2 separate regions of the Mus musculus genome follow, and region 1 is linked to region 2. The links are chromatin contacts, called in public promoter capture Hi-C maps. All regions are on one chromosome and are shown on one strand. The core of a region is the stretch at or near the end of the contact, and the rest is flanking DNA. Distances in the headings are between cores, read along the strand shown.

Evidence for each region. Promoter capture Hi-C pulls out the DNA fragments that hold promoters and counts their contacts.
Region 1: a promoter capture Hi-C map of embryonic stem cells shows a contact between it and region 2, with 5 times the contacts expected there. The contact joins the promoter of Tmod2 here to the promoter of Lrrc1 in region 2. A contact is called at or near these places in 3 of 39 promoter capture datasets (embryonic stem cells, hippocampal neurons and pre-B cells), 1 of 115 datasets of contacts at active chromatin or transcription factors (astrocytes) and 3 of 9 other capture datasets (adipose tissue, embryonic stem cells and macrophages).

The regions. Positions count from the first base shown.
Region 1 is chr9:75,609,768-75,614,207 of GRCm38.p6, reverse strand. Tmod2 (tropomodulin 2) reads left to right here and starts at 2,883. Exons shown (of 10, transcript NM_016711.3): 1 at 2,883-3,184.
Region 2 is chr9:77,543,432-77,547,640 of GRCm38.p6, reverse strand. Lrrc1 (leucine rich repeat containing 1) reads left to right here and starts at 2,789. Exons shown (of 14, transcript NM_001146048.1): 1 at 2,789-3,176. The coding sequence starts at 3,018.

The DNA.
Region 1 (4,440 bases), core at 1,634-4,133, 1.9 Mb after region 2:
TGCTTGGTTTGTGGTTTGTTTGGTTGTTCTGTTTTGTTTGAGACAGGGTCTCACTATGTAGCCCTGAATTTCTGGGAGCTCACTATGTAGAATAGACCAGACTTGAGCTCACTGATATTGTCCTGCCTCTGCCTCTTGATTTCTGGTATTAAAAGCATGTGCCACCATACGGAGCTGGTATTTTCATTTTTGAAATAGCATCTCACACTGTCACCCAGCCTATCCTATAATTTAATGTGTAAGCCAGGTCAGCCTTAATTTCTCAGCAATGCCCCTGCTTCAGCTACCAAGTGCTGGAATTACAGAAGTCTACTTCCAGGCCAAACTTCTTATTAATGTCTGTCTATCTGCTTGTTTGTGGTTCTGAGACAGGGTCTCTACAGCCCAGGTTGACCTTAAACTTACTATGTAGCTGAGGGTAAACTTGATCTTTTGAACTTCCCACTTCCATCTCCCTAACATTGGAATTATAGGTGTGTGCCACCATGCCTGCTTATTGATTGCTAATATTAAAAATAGGAAAGTTAGGGGAGACAGGAGGCATCTATCAGGATGTAAAATGAATAGATAAATAAATTAATGGAGAAAAGCAGGAAAGTTAAGTAAGTATCCTACTTCCCACATTTGTATATCCATTGGCATCTACTCACTTCTAGCCCTTGTGAGACACACAGGTTGACCAGATGTCCTTTTTTTCTCAACTGTCTTTAGTGCAATTTCAATATCTTTCTAGAGCCCCTATGTGGCTGTTGATCTCTGCTTGGGCTTCCAACTATGACAGCAGTATAAGAAATCACTTCTGAGTCTTCTTCATTCCATAGACTGCTCCTGAAGTCATGATCCATTCACTGTATCACATTCAGCCTTTCTTTATGAAGGACCAGGACACAGCCACAGAAGGTAGTCGGCTACCAGGTATCTTTGTCTCTCTTTCCTCCAATCTGAACAAAGGTGCTTCAATATCTTTAGATTGTGCCTTTCGCTAGTAAAACTGTTGATCTGATCTGTAAACAGCCCCATTTTTATTTAGTAAAAGACTATGCTTTGTGATGAATGTACAACATAGAAAGGTCAGATATCCTGTCTGTTATACAGACCATTTGGCATAATAAAAGCATAGGAAAACTCGAGAACATTATTTAAACTGGTTTGGTCACACCTCCAGTTCTTTTCATTCTGACAAGGGGATGCAGGGTTATAGTTGACCATGGAAACTCTGTTGTCTCTCAGCAGCCATGGTATACCTGTGTTCACCACCCTAGTTTCCAGAGCCTTAAAAGGCCAGCTTTTATTTTCTGACTCAGCCACCCACTGGCCTAATTTTTGTTTATTTATGTTAATGTTCATGTTACTTGTGTGGGGATGCCCTGGGAGGGCAGAAAAGTGCATAGGCTACCCCAAATTTAGAGTCACAAGCTGTTGCGGTCTGTCTTGTGTAGGCGCTGGGAACCACACTGGTGTTCCCTGGAGAATGATGTCCTTAATGACTAGAGAAGCTGGATAAACCTATCCTACCACCTCTCTTTCTTGAATGACTCTGAACTCCCATAAAAACTCCCTTTGTTCATCCCATGGGACTGTTACAAAAATTTTTTAAAAAATTACAGGAATATGAAGGCATATTTTTCACATGCATGCAAAGTTGCTGCTATTATTTTCGACTTTAGGATTTCTTCTACAGCATGTTTTTTATTTCAGCTATGTGACTATTGCATACCTCACCCCAGATAGCAGCCATTCAAGTTCACCCTCACCCATCCTTGGTCTACTATAGATCCAGTCAGCCCTGAAGCATCCATCTCTTTAGTTCATGTTCCTGCACTAATCCCAACATAACACCAATCCCACCATATAGTGAAATACTGCATGGAGCAACTTGGAAAAAAATACAACAACAACTCAGAACAGCTATAACTGTCAAGTACCCTTCAAAGGTTATATACTCAGCGTACCCAACAAGGAGTCAAATGGAGAGCAACCTTATGGAATAGAAAATGCCCCTATTGTGTGTATGGTGGTACATACCTGTAGTCCCAGACCTTAGGAAACAAAATCAAGAAGACTAGGAGTTAAAAGATCAGCCTAGGCTACATGATAGGACTCGTTCTCAAAAGAAAGTTTCTGGAAGGAACCCATTTTGCTATGCACTTCCACAATCAGGGATTCGTCCCATTCAACTTTCATGCCCCAGAAACAAGATAATATTCTGTAGTTCCTAAGAACCAGTCAGAGAGAAAGGACATTTCAGTACATCTTCGTTGGTGGGGATGGAGGTTAGACTGCTAAAAGACCCACAGTAATAAACTCAGGGAGTTTTAACTTCTACCCAGGCCAGAGACGCAGCTATCTTTTGCATAGCACTTTTTGCAGGACTTTCCCATCAGAGACTGCATCCAAAGAATGTCTTCTGTAACCACAATGAAGGACTCCGGACTGTGTGTGCTCTTAGTACAGATAGACCTGCGGTTGTTGACTCCCACACCGCATCTTTAAGCTGTAAACATTTTACAGGGAATGAGTCTCGAATCCAATGTCCAGTATGAAGCCAGTGTGTAGGTATCAGTTCCCCAGCACTCCCAAACCAAAACTTTTATCCCACTCCCCAAACCCCAGTTAGTTTTCCAACCCCTCTTAAGCAATTAACCCATCTAGTTCTTCCCACACCTACACCTAGCCAGTAAATCCTAGGGCAGGCCTGGTCTATTCCTATACTTGGCCCAAAGTGGGCCTTCATGAGGCTGCCCAGAAAGATGCTCAGCTGTCCACAGTCTTGTCAAGCTTCTGCCACCCATGGCGTCAATGATCCTGAGCCAGTCCACAGAGCCTACCCAGCATCCCCCAAACCCAGGCTCCACCTGCCTCGCAGCGTGCTGGCGCACGTAGCTCTAGATTCTACCGGAGGACCCTGCGAGGCCATCGCGTCATTGGGAGACGCAGCTGCGGCCCGGGCAAAGGGTCCTGTCTCGGAGTGGCCACCGCGCGCCGCCAGAACTACGCTTCCCAGGCTGCCCCGCTGCAGCCGCGCGCCCCGCGCCCCGTGCCGCGCCGCGCCCGGCCGGGAGCCGCCTGTTGATCGCAGCTCCAGCCTGGGGCCACGGCGCCGCCCCTGCTGGTCGGACCCGCTCACTCCTGGCTCTAAGGCTGCTGGGCAGGACCTTCCGCTTCGGGATGGGCACAAGCAAAGGTGAGAACCTGGGACAGGAGGGCACTGTCGGGACATCCTATCTGAAGCACCCCTGTCCCCCGCTTAGCGTGTCCGCGGGAGGATGCTCCATAGCGTGGCGCGCGGCCAAGTGCAGCCCGCAGCGGCTTGCACCCGAGCTGCTGGTGCGCGTGGTGGCAGGGGACCGAGCCGGGCAGCCGGGGATGAGTGTGGGTACCGGTTGCACTGTGCCCTGCAGTCCCGCAGACCCTCGGCGCCGCAGTCCACGCGCAGATGCAGAGAGGGCGCGGTCTCCAGTCGCTCCGGGCTACGGAACTGGGGTTTTCCACCTTAGGCTTTGTTTCCCATTTTCTCTTCTCCCGTAGACCGGTGTGTGATAAGCTCTCTGAGTCTTGGGCATCTCACGGCCTCATTTGAGCAAGAGCCTGGGAAGGGAGGAGTCGGGCCGGCATCTTTTCTGAGATCCTGGGAGCTGTCACAAGGACGCATCTGCCTTCAGAAAGCCTCTCTGAGCAGGTCCCAGAGAATCTTTTCTTATTCTTCCTGGTTAAAATCATGCTGGTCTGTGTCTTTCCGAGGCTTCTTTGCTTTAACCTGTTAACCTGCAAAAAATATGAAGGTCGGGTTTTTTTTTTTTTGGGGGGGGGGGTGATTTTTTAAAAGGCTCTGGGAATTTTTATTTTAAAATATTAGAAGATGGGAAGGTAATGCGGCTAAAATGCAAATTACAGGAAAGAGGCCGAGAACGCCATCGTTTCTCCGGCGCCTATTAAATATCTGATTCACCATGCGCTTGGGAAGGGAGAAAAAAGAACATCAGAGAACGAGAACGTATTACAAAAGCATGGTTTCCATAGCAGCTCCACCATCTAGGCGCTGATGGATGCTGGGCCAGACCCCCTCTCCTCTCTAAGCTGCGATCGCCGTGTAAAATGAGATATTTGGTGAGATGGATTCTGAACCTCTTTTCGTCCTAGATTCTTATATCAAGGTACTGAGATGGCCAGAGTGTTTAACACTTTTACAAAATGCTTGATGGAAACCGAGCGAACAGTTTTCCCTTAAAGAAACAGGAGGATTTTTCAGGGCTTAGCCAATCCAGTTTTGGTTTTTTGTTTGTTTATTTATTTGTTTGTTTGTTTGTTTGTTTTAAATATGCCTGGTTCCCTCAGTTTTCTTCAGTATAGCTCAATAAATATCTCAAAGGTTTGGTTTTTATGTTAATATAAATTGGCAGGCCACAATGTGGTGGTTTTGTTTGCAGCAGGCACTTCGAT
Region 2 (4,209 bases), core at 1,540-4,039:
TGCCAGCAGTGCTTGAGTGCTTGTTGCACTGTATCTTCACTAACACTTAGGATCCTGAGTGGTTTGTTTTGGTTTGTTGGTTTGTTTTACACTCCAGTGGCTAGATAGTGGTTTCTTGTGCTCATTTTAAAATTTACATGTCTGCACTTCTGAATTCCCAGTCATTTCCAGCTTACTGGATGCCACTTTGGATTTGTAGTTTAAAAATGTAATGTTTATACCATTCTACAAATAAAAGTCAGGAAATAAAATAACAAACCATTAATTGCACGTTTTTCATTCTCTCAGGGGAAGGGGTATGTTTTCTTTGTTGCATTTCTGTATCTAGCATGTGTCTGGTGAATCATGTCTACATTTATTATCTGCTGTTATGTAGCAAACACTCCTGAATTATGTGCCCCCAGTGGGGAGTTGGTTCTGAGTTATATAAGAAAGCATGCTCACTAAAGCACAGAAAGAAAGTCAATAAGCAAGACTCCCCCGCCTCCCCCATCATCTCTTCTTCAGTTCCTACTTTGAGTTCCTGCCCTCGCTTACCCCAAGGGTAAGATTGTGATCCTGACATTCAAGCCAAATAATCCCTCATCTCCCAGTGGAGGTTAGTTGTTAACTTGACACAGGGTAGGGTCAATTAGGAGGAGTGAATCTCAATTGAGAAGATGTCTCCATCAGATGGACATACAGGCAAGTGTGTAAAGCAATTTCTTGATTAAAGATTAATTGGAAGGGCACAGCTCACTGTGGTTGGTACCTCCCATAGACTAGTCCTAGGTGCTATAAAGAAGTTGAACGAGCCAGTAAACAGTATTCCTCTATGACCTTTGCTTCAGTTCTTGCCTCCAGGTTCCCATCCTGCTTGAATTCCTGCTTTGGCTTCCCTGAAGGATGGTCTGTGATCTGGAAATGTACGCCAAACAAATCCTTTCCTCTCCAGGATGCTTTTTGTCATGGTATTTATCCCACCAGTAGGAAACTAACTAGAACACAGAGTAGCCGGGATTCAAATCTGATAGTTAAGTCATGTGGATTTCGGTAGTTTTCAGGATCTGCAAAGCAGGTAAGCTGTTCAGAAACCACAATGTTTTTAGACATAAGAAGAAACACGATCACAACACAGAGAAGAATAAGGAATGCTTATTCAGGTTGGAATCCTTAAAAGACCAGACATATGTTAAAAACATACTAATCATTTATTAAAACAACCTAGTGTATTTCTGAAAAACAAAACAAAACAAAATACAACAACATTAAACTGAGTAGCTCAGCTTTCTATAACTTAAAAAAAAAAAAACCAGCTGGAAAACCCACAAAGTTAGTGACGTATCTTCTTGGATGTCTCAATCAGGAATCAGAGTTTTTCATGGGAGGTGGCAGGACATGGGCTTTATACACACTTCTGGAATGCAAGAATGAAGGAGGAGTGGAGGCTCAAAGTCCGCCTCAAGAATGCAGGCACCAAGTCAGGTTAAAAAGTGAAGTCAGCATAGTGGCAGGAATTAGGTACTGGCTGTAACCATCAAGTCTAGGTGATAATCCTGAGGTAAAAACAGGTCAAATTTCCTCCTTCATCAATCAAGACAAGAGATCCTCCTGATAGAGACGAAACCTTTATGTATCTCTCCCCCTCTCCCCCTGGGCAAGTGCCCTGTGCAGTTAAAAATACTGAAGAGACAATGAAAAAAAGTTTCAGAGCAAACTCTGCCTTGGTTACTAAGCAAGCTCAATTTTCAATCTTCTGCATATTGTGATGTTGGTGACTCCAGATTTGAGCTGAGGGAGCATAAGGCTTCCTTTGCTGGGTGGGGAGTCAGAGAAGACTCTTAAAACAGTCTATTAGCTATTGTATTTGGCCTAAAACGGAGTCATCAACTGTTCATGTGGAGTGAGTTTGGTTAGTTTGTATCGTTGACTCTGAAAACAGAAGAAAAGGGGTTCAAATGTCTGGCTGTGGTAACGGGAACCTCTGAGGAGCAAAGGAAGAAATTTGGGGCTCCCCGCCCCAAACTACAGCGTGGGTTGCAATCTCCCCTTTGTAAGACGCAGGGTGCTGTTGAAGAAATACAGGAGCCAGCTATTGGAGGTTCATCTGCCTTCCTGCACCAGTGCTTTCTGTACCTCAGCCCAGGTTAGCCCCCAAAGCACATCTGGCTAAGGTGGAGCTAATGCTGAAGCGCACCTTTGCCATCTCCTTTCTTCTCGGAGCATCTTTTAGAAGATTTTTGAAGACGGACATCCATGCTTTTGTTGGCACCAGGAAGTTGGTGACACGTACATCTCAGATAAGTCCTGCTCACCAAAGATGCTCTCAGGTCGTAGGGCCTGCCAGCGAGTGTGCGCAGACACAGGGCACAAACGGGGGTTAGGAGGAGGGGGTGTCGGAAAGCCAGAACCGACTCCTTCATTACCCCGCGCTCAAGGTACTCGGCGGGGCGGTACTTCCTGACCCCGGAAGAGAAAGTTGTTTTGGGGAAGGGGAGCAAGAAAAAAAAAAGCACGGTGAGTAAAATGAAAACTCCGAAGTTGTTCTGCTCCTTCTGGCCTTCGGTCCCTGCCCTCCTTAGGAGCTTTTTGGGGCGCGGCTCCCTCCAGAATCGCACACTGTGCGACTCCCCGCGGAGGAGAGGACCGCAGGAGCACCGTCTCCCGACCCTCCCGGGAGCCGGGTCTCCAGGAAAACCCGGAGCGGAGCATCCCCGGCCGGGACACGCCCTCTGCGTGCCGCCGAGTGCGCATGCCCAGTGCGCGGCGGCCGCGAGTAGGAAGCGGAGCGCGGCGGAGGGGGCGGTGGGAGGGGACGCTCGCGACTGTGGCGAAGGCGCGGGACGCGGCGAGGGTTCCCGCGGCTTCCTCAGAACGTTCGGGACGGTGGAGTCCTTGCGAGGCGCGAGCGAGCTTGGAGCCAGCAACGAGCTTGGAGCGGGCGGCGGGCGGGGAGCAGCGGGGCGGCCGGGCGGAGCGGGCTCCGAGCCCCGGGCTCCGCGGCTCGGCGGGACACGGCTCTGGTGGTGGAGGCGGCGATGTTCCACTGCATTCCCCTGTGGCGGTGCAACCGTCATGTGGAGGCCATCGACAAGCGCCACTGCTCGCTGGTCTACGTCCCCGAGGAGATCTACCGCTATGCCCGCAGCCTGGAGGAGCTGCTGCTGGACGCCAACCAGCTCCGGGAGCTCCCCGAGGTGAGTGCCCGCCTCACCTGGCGCGGTGGCCGGGTCCGTGCGCTCCTCCGCTGACTGCTTCGCTCTGGGAGACTCTGGCCAGCGGGGTCCCACTACTGCCCTCAGCCCTCCCTGTGCCCCCCTCCCCTGCTTCCCGATTAAACCCATCCTCCAATAAAAGTTGTTTTTCATTTATACCGAAAGACTTGGTATTTAACAAGTAGTTACATGGCTAGTGGAGAAACGTTCTGGTCCACTAAGTGGCTTAGATCCACGTCTGGGAACTAATGCCGGTTAGGTGAGAAGCCAGGTAGCTCACACTGTTCCCAGCTGGGGGCGACCATGCGCCCCATCACGCCCCGGGGCGATCGGCTAGCAGCCAATTCTCCAGCTAGTGGCTTGGAGCTCCTCATTTTGGGCTAACGCAGGTCCCAGAGGATGTGGGGACCCAGCAGCGCGAAAGTAAGCTTTAGTATATCTTGGCATCTGTAAGGAATGTGCTCCGGGCCTTATCTCTGTGGGCTATGCCCTGGAGAGATGGCGCTTGGTCCGCTTCGGTAGCCCCGTGGCCGCATTGGGGTGCTGGGCAGGAGGAGAACTGCTGCAGGTGCCCAGGTTCCCGCCGCTGGTGCACTGCGTGCGTGGACCTGTTGCGTGGTTGGAACTGCGATGAACGTGTGTAGTGGCTCCCGCTGCGAGTCAGCCCTGCTTGCTGCCTTTCCGCCACCACAGAGCTTGCTTGGGTCTGTCCTATCACTAATGCCATATCTTTTCAGAGTTGTTTATGAAAATTAATCATCTGCCGCACCGAACTTGGCCTGTGACAGATACTGATTGTGCTTCTAGGCCCTGCTGGGGTTAGACGCTGAACTTTTAACCCTTGAATTTGCCTCGGGATTCTAGCTTTAACTGTTAAGGAGGACGCATCCTTTACCCAGGTGTAAGGAGGAAGTAAGCCAGTGGCAATCCAGAGGTGCAGGAAATGGAAGTCCGCTGGGAGGCCCGGAGAGAGCCTAAAGGCCCGAGCCTCGGAATGCAAGTACCTTGTTTGTCC